Regions from separate parts of the Mus musculus genome. Here region 1 is linked to region 2. Evidence: chromatin contacts called from public HiChIP or PLAC-seq data. All regions are on one chromosome and are shown on one strand. Each heading gives the region's core, a stretch centred on a gene start, on an enhancer-like site or on the middle of the called end of the contact. The rest is flanking DNA. Distances are from core to core; before and after follow the strand shown.

The links. HiChIP or PLAC-seq counts read pairs in DNA pulled down with a chosen protein or histone mark.
Region 1: a CTCF HiChIP or PLAC-seq map of the NIH/3T3 cell line shows a contact between it and region 2, with 12 read pairs. The contact joins the enhancer-like site here to the promoter of Pimreg in region 2. A contact is called at or near these places in 1 of 39 promoter capture datasets (embryonic stem cells), 1 of 15 datasets of contacts at CTCF or cohesin (the NIH/3T3 cell line), 3 of 484 Hi-C or Micro-C datasets (cerebral cortex, forebrain and uterus), 5 of 115 datasets of contacts at active chromatin or transcription factors (double positive thymocytes, embryonic fibroblasts, embryonic stem cells and 1 more) and 3 of 9 other capture datasets (adipose tissue, liver and pancreatic islet).

What each region holds. Positions count from the first base shown.
Region 1 is chr11:72,081,740-72,087,338 of GRCm38.p6, forward strand. The region is part of intron 4 of Pitpnm3 (PITPNM family member 3); the gene reads right to left. Among named protein-coding and RNA genes, the nearest start is that of Gm46286, 33 kb to the left of the region's middle. Within about 2 kb of position 2,167, at least 27 of the 459 cell types and tissues checked have an H3K27ac peak or open chromatin away from gene starts, as enhancers often do. A contact at or near this core is called in the NIH/3T3 cell line and embryonic fibroblasts, where this site is marked.
Region 2 is chr11:72,038,522-72,044,910 of GRCm38.p6, forward strand. Pimreg (PICALM interacting mitotic regulator) reads left to right here and starts at 3,981. Exons shown (of 6, transcript NM_144526.3): 1 at 3,981-4,013; 2 at 4,496-4,816. The coding sequence starts at 4,529. It also overlaps a transcript of Aipl1 not described here.

The DNA.
Region 1 (5,599 bases), core at 917-3,416, 41 kb after region 2:
TGAGCCTCGTAGTCAACGCAAATCACCTAAATGGTGTAACTTTTTCTGCATGCTGGGACAGAGATTGATCTTCCCCTGGTCTCCACTTTTCTAGATTTTCTATCATTTCTTTAGTTAGCCCATATTTATTTTAGTCTCAAAGTATTTATGAATATGTACATTGGGTGAACACTATAAACGTGTGTTATTACATTTACAAGCTGGTAACAAGCTTAAATCTTGTATTTTGGTGTTAACACGTAACTCAGTCTCCCTTTCTGACTTCTATTCTGCTTGCTGGTCATCACCCAACTTGGGTCAGAGCTGAAAACACCCAAGCAAATTCAGTACAAGGCTATAAAGATCCCAAGCTTGGAGAATTATATGAATAAAACCAAGTCATGTGACCAGGTCGAAGTCACCTGTCTAAAACTTATGTAGGCCATGTAAACCAGCTCTAGTCACATAATGCAGGGCTGCAAAATGAGACTGTCCAAACCAGAATTACAGTTCCAAATGAGGACTTCAGGCCACATTGAGGACATACCTAGAGCCTGATAACTGTAGAAAGGGAAGGGTCCAGCCCAGAGAAAAGCAGACCCAAGTGGACCTGCAGATACACACTGCCCAAGGTGCAGAATCCACACTGAAGATCCATTCTGTAGATCCACGCTATAGAAGCCATGCTGGTTTGTATAGCAGATTTTCAACACAAATTAATGTGGCTGATGTACATGCAGACCCATGCCACAGATTCCCCATCACAGATCTCCTTACTCTATGGATACACCCTGCAGACCCATACCATAGGTCCATACCACAGCCACACTCCACAGATCCACAGTACAGATTACTCAGTAAATATGCACTACAGTTCCACACCACAGATTCACAGTGAAGATCCACCGCACAGATCTACACTGCAGATTCACGATGCAGATCCAGTTACAGATGCACGCTGAGCCATGTTTGAGCCAAGGGAGTCCAGGGCAGGACAACAGCATGTCATGGTGGATTGAGTACCTCAGGCTTGTGCCTACGGTGTTTACAGTTGTTCACAGTGGCCTGTGCTGGCCTGTAGGCAGGCAACTCTCCTCCACCCAGGTTATGCAAGCAAGTTATGCAATATCCACTTGGTAGGGATGCTGGGATGGAATTTTCACCCAGGGTTAGGAGGATCTAGAAACTGAGATTCCTCCTGTGTCTAACATTAACATTTGCCTTCTCAAAGTCAAGATCAAATTGCACCCACCTGACTTTGTTTAGCTAATGGTAGAGGTCTTTAGTAAACCAGTGGCTTTAAAGAGAAACAGACAAAAGCTTGACCTTGCCCCTTACTAGGGTCTGGGACCCAGAAAGACCCTCTTAAGAACATACTGTTGGTCACTCTAAATGAGCATGGGAATATCTTAGAGAGATAACTCAGCTAAGGAAACCCATGTCAGGGCCAGAAAGCCACCATCTTGAACCAAGGCTGGTAAGATGGCCAGAAGAGTATGACAACCCCAACCTGGTGTCCCCACTGAGCCCTCCGTATGAACACAGGTCCTTTCATCTGTGTCTCGAGTGCCCAGTCATCACCTTGTGTCTAGCACAATCTTCATGTTTTTTCTGAACGCCTCACAGAGACAACCGAGACTCAGAAGGGTTAAGGGACCCTTTCTCCAGATGGAAATGGAAGGCTTGAATGTAGACTGTCCCCCATTGGCTTGTGTTTGTCTCCAGCTGGTGGTATTGTTTTGGGGAGGTTATTGACCTGGAGTGTAGGTGGCCGATATCAACCTCTAAGGTCAAGGCCTTCCTGGCCAGGCCTTCTACTACATTAACTGAAACTGAGTCAAACAACAACAACAACAACAAAGCCATTTTCTCCTGTAAGTTCCTGACAGATATTTGTACCGGTAATGAGGAAAGGTAACTGATACACACAAGGATTTGAACCCAGGCCGCAGGTCAGGCCTGGAATCGTTCCATCTAAAATGAGGAAGTGACTAGAAAGGAATGATCTCTTCAGTTTTCAAATGCCTCCAACTCCACGGTCCTGTCCTCTCACAAAGAAACAGGCTGTGAGGGAAGGCAGGCAGACCCTGTCATTGGGTACAGGAGCTTGCTGGGACAATAGGGTCTGACTAGTCCCAGTTTAGTCATCTTGGGCTTGCCTACCCAGAAGTTCACACTCTCACAATGGAATGCAGCCACCTCATCCAGCCCAAACCCCCCTCAGTCATCCTTTCCAATCTCAGTGGCTCCCAGCCTAGGGACAGGAAATGACTCTCACACACAAAGAGGCGCTAAAGTCTACCCATGAGATCACCCATAATCCCTTGCTTGTGTTTCTCGGTTAAGCCACTATCAACACCCTGTGGGAAAACAGGTTTTCTTTATTCCTTGTTGTGAGAGTAAAAATCAATACAAGCTCTCTGGAGGGCCATCTGGTAGTGCCATTAAAAATACCAAGCACCCATGACCCAGCCAGGCCAAGTCCATGTGACGGACATGCTGCATGTACCCCATCAACCACAGCTATGCTGTTTACAATACTGAATGGTGAGAGGCAACTTACAGGGGACAGGCTAAATAAAGTGCATCACAGAGATCTTGCACACACTCAAGGCCAAGATCAATGAACCTGAGTGTTGTAGATGTTCAGAGACAGGAAGAGAATCGTGGTATATTATCCACAGAAGGCAAGGGGGAAAACGCACACGGCGCGCTCCCATCTGTGTGGGGTATATATAAAAATATATATGGAAGTGAATATTTATGGATATGTTCATGTTTGCAGAGTCTGGAGTGGGACATGAGACGCTCGTCATCCTCTCCACGTCTGGGAAGAAGAGCTGGGTGAGCTGAGCCGGGCATGGAGCGGGAAGAGGGAGGTACGTGCGTCATCGTTCATGCCTTTTGAGACTTTTACCTTGTTCATGCACGGCCTACTCAAAAAAACCAGATCAAAACTAAGACTATTTTCAAAGTGCGTGTAACAAGGTGATTTTTTTTTGTCTTTTCTGAGATCTGACTTTATATTTTCTGCCTGCTCCAACTCCTTGCCTCTAGGTTTGTGGCAAAGCTCCCTGGCTCTTGTTTTTCCTTTGTTACCAGGAAAAGAGGATTTGAAGACACAAGAGATGCTTTCAAGTTGAAAAAAAAAATGAAAGGCTCCCACCTCACCACTCCAGTTGAGGGGAGGACAGAGGCTGAACCCTTCACAATCCCATGAAGGAGGGGAACTCACAAGACCTAGCTACCCTTGAGACCCAGGAATCCACTGGGAGCTATAGGGGGAGACAAGTGGGAGACGAGGAATTGGGTTAAAGGTCACTCTACAATCCAGTGTGAGCACAGGATCCTGCCTATATGTGTGCAGCACAGGGTTCCACACACCAACCTGTGTGGGGTAATATGTAGAGCCTCAGGGACATTGACAGAAAACTTAGGGAAGGAGACGGCTGTGCACTCACAGAGAGGGGTCCTTCATCTGCTCAGCCAAGTGGAAACCCAAGGTCAAAGTCACACTGATTTTCAGGAAAACAGAGTGTGGTTCCTTGCATCAAGTCAGGGGTCTGCGCTGAGTGGTCTCCATTGGCCCCTCCCACCGACTACATAGCCTTGGCCCTGTCTCTGGAAAGGCGGAGGCTCCATGGTAAAAGTTAAGCCATGGGAGACACTATAGGAGAACTGGGAAGAGGAGGGATCCCCCTGTGCCATGCACTCTATGAAGCTATGAAGCTCCAGCTATGGATGCCATTTTGGTCAGCTGGGCATCAGGTCCCTTTGCAAGGCTCTCCTCCTGCCATGTAGTTTAGGAGCCTTCCCTCTGCTGGACCTCTGACTGAGTCCCAGGCTACATTCTATAGCTGTGAGCTCACCATATCCTCCAGGGCAACCTTTGACTTTGCACTTCTTTGACAACCACAGTCTGTCCACAGTCTCCACTCTACCTACCTCTACCCTTGTTTCCTCTTTCCTTCCAAACTCAGCCATTTCTGCCTTTCTGTTGGCAAACATTCCCCCTTCCCCTCTCACCATGGAGCCCTTGCATCTCTGCTTCCTAGGTCTGGACATTTTTATACTGCACATGTAACACAAATTTCTTACAGAAACATCCATGTTCCTTCCTCCTTGAGGTGGGAATGTCCCATCCACTCATCCTTACACATACACACAAACACACACAGACACACACACATACACACACACACTCACACTCACACACACACACACACACAAAGCAGCATAGCTCTCTTTCCTGGGACAAATCCTTACAATTGTTTTTAATTTTTAAAAAAATTTTGTTTTATGTGTGTAAGTATTCAGCCTGCATGTGTGTCAGTGTGCTACTGCATGCCTGGTGCCTGTGGAGGCCAGAAGAGGGTTCTGGATGCCTTGGAACTAGAGTTAGAGATGGTTGTTAGCTGCCATATGGGTTCTGAAAATTGAACCTGGGTCCTCTGGAAGAAAAGCCAGTCCTCTTAACTGCTAAGCCAACTCTGTAGCCCAAAAATGCTTTCAATTTGTGTGTGTGTGTGTGTATGTGTGTGTGTGTGCTCACATGAGTGCATGCACACACACACATGTCCAAGCAGACAAATATCAGCACTCATGCCCCATGGCACACATATGGAGAACAGAAGACAACTTGTGGGAACTGATTCTCTCCTACAGTGTACGTTCCAGGGATAAAATTTAGGTTGTCAGCCTTGGCAGCAAGCACCATTATCTGCTGAGCCATCTCTTCAACCCACAATTGTAATTTTTTAGTTATTTGAGGACTCTCTCCTCCAGCTCCCAGACTGTAAAACCCTTAGGAGATAGACTGTGTTCATTTGGCTCTGCTCTGTTTTATCCCCAGAGACTACCACAGCCCTGGATAATAAAGGTATTCATTAAATATTCTTCAACAAACAAGCCAACAGACTAATGATTTGCTCCCATTCTGCACCACAAGCATCAGAACTGCACCCAGCCACTACACAGCAGAGACGCTGTGCAGGGAGAACTGCATCTGCTCTCATGGCACATGCTAGCCAGTGCACACTAGTGCACACAACCATGGAGGTAGGGGGAGCGAATGCACACAGGAGCACAAAGAAAGGAAGCATGCCAGGCCCAAACATACGCACACACGCAAGAAAAAGTGCTCCCAAGGCGGACGTCTGCCACCCTGAGCTCATTAAAGCCGGCTAAATATAGCCTGTCTGCAGCTGTGCTCAGCAAGCTGCCCACACAGGCCAGGAAAAGATACCAGTTACCAGGCGGAGGAGGGGAAGGCCAGCTGTGGGAAAGGGGCTTTGAACACCGTGCCGGGAGGGGGAGTCATCCCAAATGGACTATGAACTGAGGGCTTATTGGGAAGGAGGCCTAGGCAATGGGGTACGGCATCAACCTTGTCCAGTGGGGAGGGTGATGTCCGCTGCCCTCAACACCTGAACTGAGGATCCAAGTTCAGACTAGAGCCAGGGCCTGGAGCCTGGACTCGGGCCCTGGATATGTCAGGCTCTGCCCAAAGCTAGGGTATCAGTGGAGACGCAGGGTCGGTCTGGGGTAAGAAAACTGGAGCTTAGCATTAGTTACTGCCAGATTCTGGTCCATGAACTAGAGGAGGTTAGAGGAAGCACTG
Region 2 (6,389 bases), core at 2,731-5,230:
AACCTGGCTTTGTAGAAAGCTCTCCCTGAGTGCCAGCAGCCCCACTCGGGTCTGTTTCCATCCCAGCCTTAGAGAGGTGTAGACACTTTTTTCCTCTTCCATCTCTCCCCAGCCACACAGTAGCTTAAAGGAGCATGTTACTGAGGAAGAATGGACCATCAGGGAAAACAGTGCCTGCCATGCCACATACACCAGGGTCAGGTACTGACTCTGAGATCCCTGCTGTATTCTCCCGACCTGATGCGTGCTCTGTGAGTTGCTGTATAATGACTCCTTATAATGCAGTTTCTCTTTGGAACATTTCTCTCTCCTGATTAGATGCACAATGGCAGAAAAGGACTTTCATGCCCCATCTGGATGCTTCACCCTTGGTTACTGTTTCCATATCTTACTTTGCAGGGAGTCATAGCACACAGCAAAGGGATTCCAGAGGTCAGGCTTCACTGCTAAGGGGGGTGGGGTGGGGGTGGGGGACACTGGTCCACTGTCTATTTAGACCATAGCTTCAAAGGTTTCCAAGGCCTCATTGGAAAACATTTCCAGTCACCTGTTCCTCTCTTCAAATCCAGATGACTTCCCACTCTCTTCAGATCTGTTCTAAGCTCCTGTCCTAACCTTCAAGTCTCTGGTCCTGGTCTCCACCCTACGTATGCTGTTTCTCTTAGCCTTACTCTAGTCAGTCCTGGAATGTGGCAATGTTCCTGACATCACCCCGCACCCAGTGCCTCAGGTAGAATGCCACATATTTGGGAAAACCAACCTCCAACCCAGCTAAAGTCCCAGTGCCCCGTGTACTTCCCATAGTCCCTGGCTCTTCGAACCCATGGCACTCTGCACATAGTAACTGCTGGGTGTGGATGAGGGGAACTAGTGAAAGCTTTGAGGCAGAAGCAGAAGCCAGGGGAGAGGGGGCTGCTGGGACACCCCTCTTCTATCCCTTCCTCCTCCGCAGAGGAAAAGGCAGAGCTGAGCCTCACTTGGGTTTCTTGCTTTATTGTCCTCCATCTGAGGAGACCCTGCACCTGGCCCCCATCAAAGAGCTACACCTGCGTGGAGCCCCCCTCCAGCCACTCTCTATGCATGGCTGAAGGGAGCAGCTTCCCATTCAGAAGAAAATACTTCTTCTGCCTTCTTTCGTTGCCATGGAGACTTCCCTTCATTAACCTGGTCCGCCAGTTACAGCTCCAAGTGGCAAAAGGGTAGAGGGCTGCAAGCATTCAGAAGTCTCTCTACAGACATGCCATGCATGCACACACGCTCTAGATGCTTAGCAAGGATGTGTGACCCAAAGAGAGGAACACGGGGCTCAGAGTCAGAGACCCAGGATCTCCGCCTGTCTGAATCTCCAGTGTCGTCATCAGTAATGAGGTTAAAAATAGATCCGACTCCCTAGACCTACAGTGAGAACGGAGGAGCAAGAATGTGGATGCTCTTAGCTGAGTGTCTGACGAGTGGTTAAGGGCTCAGAAATTATAAGCCCTTATTATGGATGCCTTGACACTCCAGGCGCTGTGGCAGGTGCTGGGGGAACTGAGTGCGGGAAAGCGCTGAAAAAACAAAGAGAGAGAGAGAGAGAGAGAGAGAGAGAGAGAGAGAGAGAGAGAGGGAGGGAGAGAATCATTTCCTAGTGTTTCGTCTTCATTGAGTCATACCCACACTTTGAATTCCGTCTTCATAGAAAGCACTCTCCTCCTCCCTCTGATTCACTGCAAGTATCTCCTGATTGTGATCACAAACACAAGTGGCCTAACACAAGCAGGTTGAGAAGCACGCATTTCTGATTCCTGGTAAACAATCCCATGGAGGAGAGAGGGGCTGGGGGACAAAATCATCAAGCAAAAGAGAGCTCATAGGCTCTCGAACCTCAGCCTATATCCACTGTCACCCAAGGTGACAGCAATAGAGTTTCTCTGAGCACATCAAACAGTCACAGTAGTTCAGGGAGATTTGTTTGGGGTTGTGTGTGTGTGTGAGAGAGAGACAGAGAGAGACAGAGAGACAGAGAGAGACAGACAGAGAGAGAAAGACAGAGACAGAGAGAGACAGACAGAGACAGAGAGAGACAGACAGAGAGAGAGACAGAGACAGAGAGAGAGAGACAGAGAGAGAGACAGAGAGAGAGAGAGGGGAGTGTTTGTGTGTGTGTGTGTGTGTGTGTGTGTGTGTGTGTGTGTGTGTGTGTATGTGTGTGTGGTTTCTTTCAAAGAGTGGTCTTAAACATGATATGTCCTGTGCAAAAAACAAAACACAAACACACAGTCACAAAGATAAATGCCTACAAACATATCCTCTGCCTAGCCAGCTCATTGTCAAGGTCTCACGTTTAGATAACGGTACAGTTCTCTGATTGATTATTGGAGATTTGGTCTGGAAATACTTGTCTCTCTACACATGCTGAACTTGAGACCCATGGGTGTAAGAAGGAAGAAAGCACAGAGTTTAATAAGTCACAAGTTCCCCTTGGTGAGATTAGAGAGACTTTGGGGGAGCAGGGAACCAGTGTCTTGGCTCTGTTGGCTTTATGCAGCCAGCAGGAGGTGACAGGACCCAGAAGAGTGCTGGCTTCAGGAGTCAAGGGAGAGACCCCAGCTGGAAAAGGGTGGGGTCTGAGGAGCAACAGTGAGGGGGTCAACCCTGGTCACACAGACAACGTCCCTGCATGCATGGCCTTTGGGTCCTTCACCCTGCTACAGTTAGTGAGTGAAGTGTACGGCCAGTCTCTCCACACCCCAGCTACCTCACAGAGCTGCAGAGCACTGGGGATAAACTGGGCTTGCTGATAGAAAGGGAGTGTTTGCAAGTGCTACACACAAATCAACCATTATTATTATAGGGGGTTGGGAGGTAAACACTGAGGTCAGGAGAGGGTCAGACAATCCTGACACCAGGAAGAGGCCTGAAGAGTCTCTAGGAGTCTCACTCCAGGCTGAGGAAAGGAGAGAGGAGGGAGAAGAGAAATTCTTTTTTGAGGACCGATAAGAAGGCCCCATTGTGGTGGCACGCCAGGCCCCTTGATTTCAATCTTGGGGAGGCTGAGTGTGGCCAGTTAGAACCAACCACCTCTAACTCCAGCTCCAGAGGGTCTGACTTCCTCTTCTGTGTCGCCACCACGCCACCCCACAGGCATTTACATGCACAGAGACATATAATTAAAAATAAAAATATTTTTTTTAAAAAAAGTCAAAACCATAAAAATGAAAGCATGGGAGAAAGTGACCCAGCCTGGGTTGCTGTTGTTTGTCGTCGTCGTCTTTGTTTCTTGTTTTGTTTTTTTAGCTTGCTGGCAGACTACAGGAAAGAAAGATTGAAAGATGCGTAGAGCAAGACCCGGCAGAGGAACTGACCTAACTGTGGAGAGGGTGATCTACAGTCTGTCCCCTCCTCTGAGATGTGCTTTCTTGGGCGCCGCCAGCAGGGTGTTTGTTTGAGGAACAGACAGGGGCAGGGCCATCTCGCAGGAAGGAAGAGAATTACGCGGGGAATTTGAAACAAAACTTCCCAGGGATCGCAAAGCTCGGCAGTCCCAGCCTATCGCTTTGACAAAACTACTTATCGTGGGAGAGAAGTTAGGCGGGGTGAAGGACTGAAAGGGGCGCGTGCCCTGGGTGGCGGTGACCTGAACCCCCGCAGCATCCTGCACCCTGACCTGCATGCTTGAAGAAGAGAGCTTGGGAGAACGATGGACTAGGCGCGGTCGCCTGGGACCAAGCAGCCGGGATGTAGGGAGGCGGGCTGGTCGGTAACAGTGATCCGGTGGCGACCTGGACCCCTCTGCGGCGAGCCAGGTGGGGGGTCTACGAACGATGTATGGGCGTGGCCAGGCCAATCCCAAAGCAGGATTTACAGTCACGAGAGAAAAAGACCAATCGAAATCCGGGGCGGCGGTGGTGGATGGCTGATAGGGCCAATGGGCTGCAAGCGCCGGGGCGGGGCGGGGCCGCGCGGAGTTTCAAATCGGCTGCGGTGGGCTAGGAGAGGGTGTTGATCTTCGGGTCCGGGTATCGAGCAGGGAGGTGAGCATGCGGGGTTACCGAGGGGCTTAAGGAGGGGGGTGGGGGACGGTCTCACGGGGAGCTCTGAATGGGGAACGGGTCAGGAGCTCTGGATAGGACCCACAAGACAAAGGGAATGTCTAGGAGTTGCAAACGCCCCATCGGATCCGAGGCCTTGGCTGGATTGCTAAATCTGCTCCGGAGAGGAAAATTTGTGAAAACAGCATACTGCTGGTGCCCTGCGTAAGCGCCGAGGCTCCGTGACCTGTGTGCCACTCCACTTAGCCTATGGGGAATAGGCTAGGATGGAAAGACGGACAAATTGCCGCCTTGCAACGGAGGCAGCTGCTGACCATGATGCCATTGGTCATCTTTCTGGCATCCACAATTGCCCAACAGGCCTACCCCGCGAGGTTCCACTTCATCTCTTTCCCAGTTCCCAAGGTCCCTGGAGCCTTGGAATGGGGTCAGGGAGTACTTTGATGACCTTTTGACCTCCCCAGGATCTAGCGGGCAGCGGAAACTGGACCAAGCACATGGCGTCTCAGTGGCAGGGCATGAGGACCTCTGTGCGCAGACGATCACTCCTAAAGGAGGAACAGCTAGAGAAGAAGGAGGTGACCCGGTCTGCTGGGGGTCATCCGGAGACCGGTCCCTTGGGCTCCCTGTGCAGACAATTCCAAAGGAGGCTGCCTCTGAGAGCGGTCAGCCTGAACCTCGGTAACGGCCCCTCCTGGAAACGCCTGGAAAGTCCAGAGCCAGAGCAGCAAGGTCTTCAGGCTGCAGCTCGCTCAGCCAAAAGCGCCTTGGGTGCCATGTCCCAGGTAACAATGACACCACCAGCCGTCTGTTTACAGAAGCGTCCTTGGTGTTGACTGTCCCTATCCTCAGGGAGACCCCAGGAATATAGACTCCATGGGGTCTTGGGGTTTGATTAGGTTCTTGCCATTTTCCCAGAACCCCGGTCATTCTGGCACATAATAGTTTCCCAACAAATCAGTAGGTGAATAAAGTCATGGAAGAAATTGGTGTTCCCCATGCAAGGTGACCTGCCATGTCCTGTGATAGAAAATTGCAGGAAATGGCTATCTATAAAGAGATACCAGTCTCAAGCTTAGTGGATAAAGACTTCCTAGAATAGGTGACTCTTCCAAGATCACTCAGGAAAGGGGAGGTGTATGTAGGCACAGGGCCAGTGGGATGCTGTGAGTGAGTCCAGCGTGGATGCTGAAGAGAAGAGTCCCCAGTGTGAAGCTAAGCAGTCAGTATAGTGAGAGAGGTGATCCTGTGTGCTGACCCCCATTTAAAGTCTCCCAGTCACACTCTTACACCTTAGCTGTCAACTATTTGGTAGAAAAAGGCAGAGGAGCGGGGCTTGCAGAAAGGGTGCAACTTCCTGAGCGGTTCAGAAGGCAGATTTGAGGGGTGGTGTTTGTGTGTGGTGTGTCCAAGAGCCTTCGAGCAGATATCTTCTTTTAATGTTTTAATATTTATCTATGGGAGGAGCGCTTATGCAGTGGTACTTGTCTGGAGGTCAGAGAAGGAATAAGGTCTCCCTCCACCGTGTGGGTTCTGGAGATCACACGAGTTGCCTGGTTTGGTGGCAAGAAGATGTACCTGTTACGATATCATGTTGACCCCACCTAGGTCTTTAAACCTGGAGCTGGAGATGTGGGCAGGTGTCCCCTGGACAGGACAGAAGCTATGAGAATGAGCAGACCTCTAAGAAGAGAAGGGGGAATGGCCCCTGGCATCTTGCTGGCATTCTGATGGTGTAGGGAGAGAGCAGAGGCCTCTGACGACTCCACAGAGAGGTCTCCTTGCCAAAGTCTAGCTCTGACTTGGAAGAGCCCTAAGATTGCTTTCAACATCGCTATAGCTCAGAACAATGAAATGTGACAGTTTGTCTAAGGTCACCCAACTCATGAAAACTTATCTCGGGCCTTGCTCCAACTTCTGGGTTCTGGTTTGCCAAGGCAAAGACAATCTAGCAAGGCTGTTTGACCCAGCCACATGTTGAAGATCCAAGGGTTGGGACTCAGCCCTGTAGATTATTGGGAGCCATGGAAGGGCTCAGAGCAATTAAGTGTTATGAGCAGACCTGTCATTGAAGTATGTTAGACTGAGATGGAGGAGGGAAGAGAAAGAATAGGACTAAGGTAGGATCCAGAGCTGGCATCCAGAAAACTGAGCCTCCCTCACTCTCTGAGTTAGTCTCTGCCTGGGGGCTCAGATGTAGAGTGGTCTTGCTGCTACCTGCTGAGTTACCACACTGGATCTCAGGAAGGTCTTGGAGGAGAGTACCATCTCATGGGGAGTCATGCTGTTGCTCTTGGCTTACTGTTGCTGCTGCTTAGTAACAGCAGACTGTGTTTGTGGGGCCAGCCCTGGGCTGGA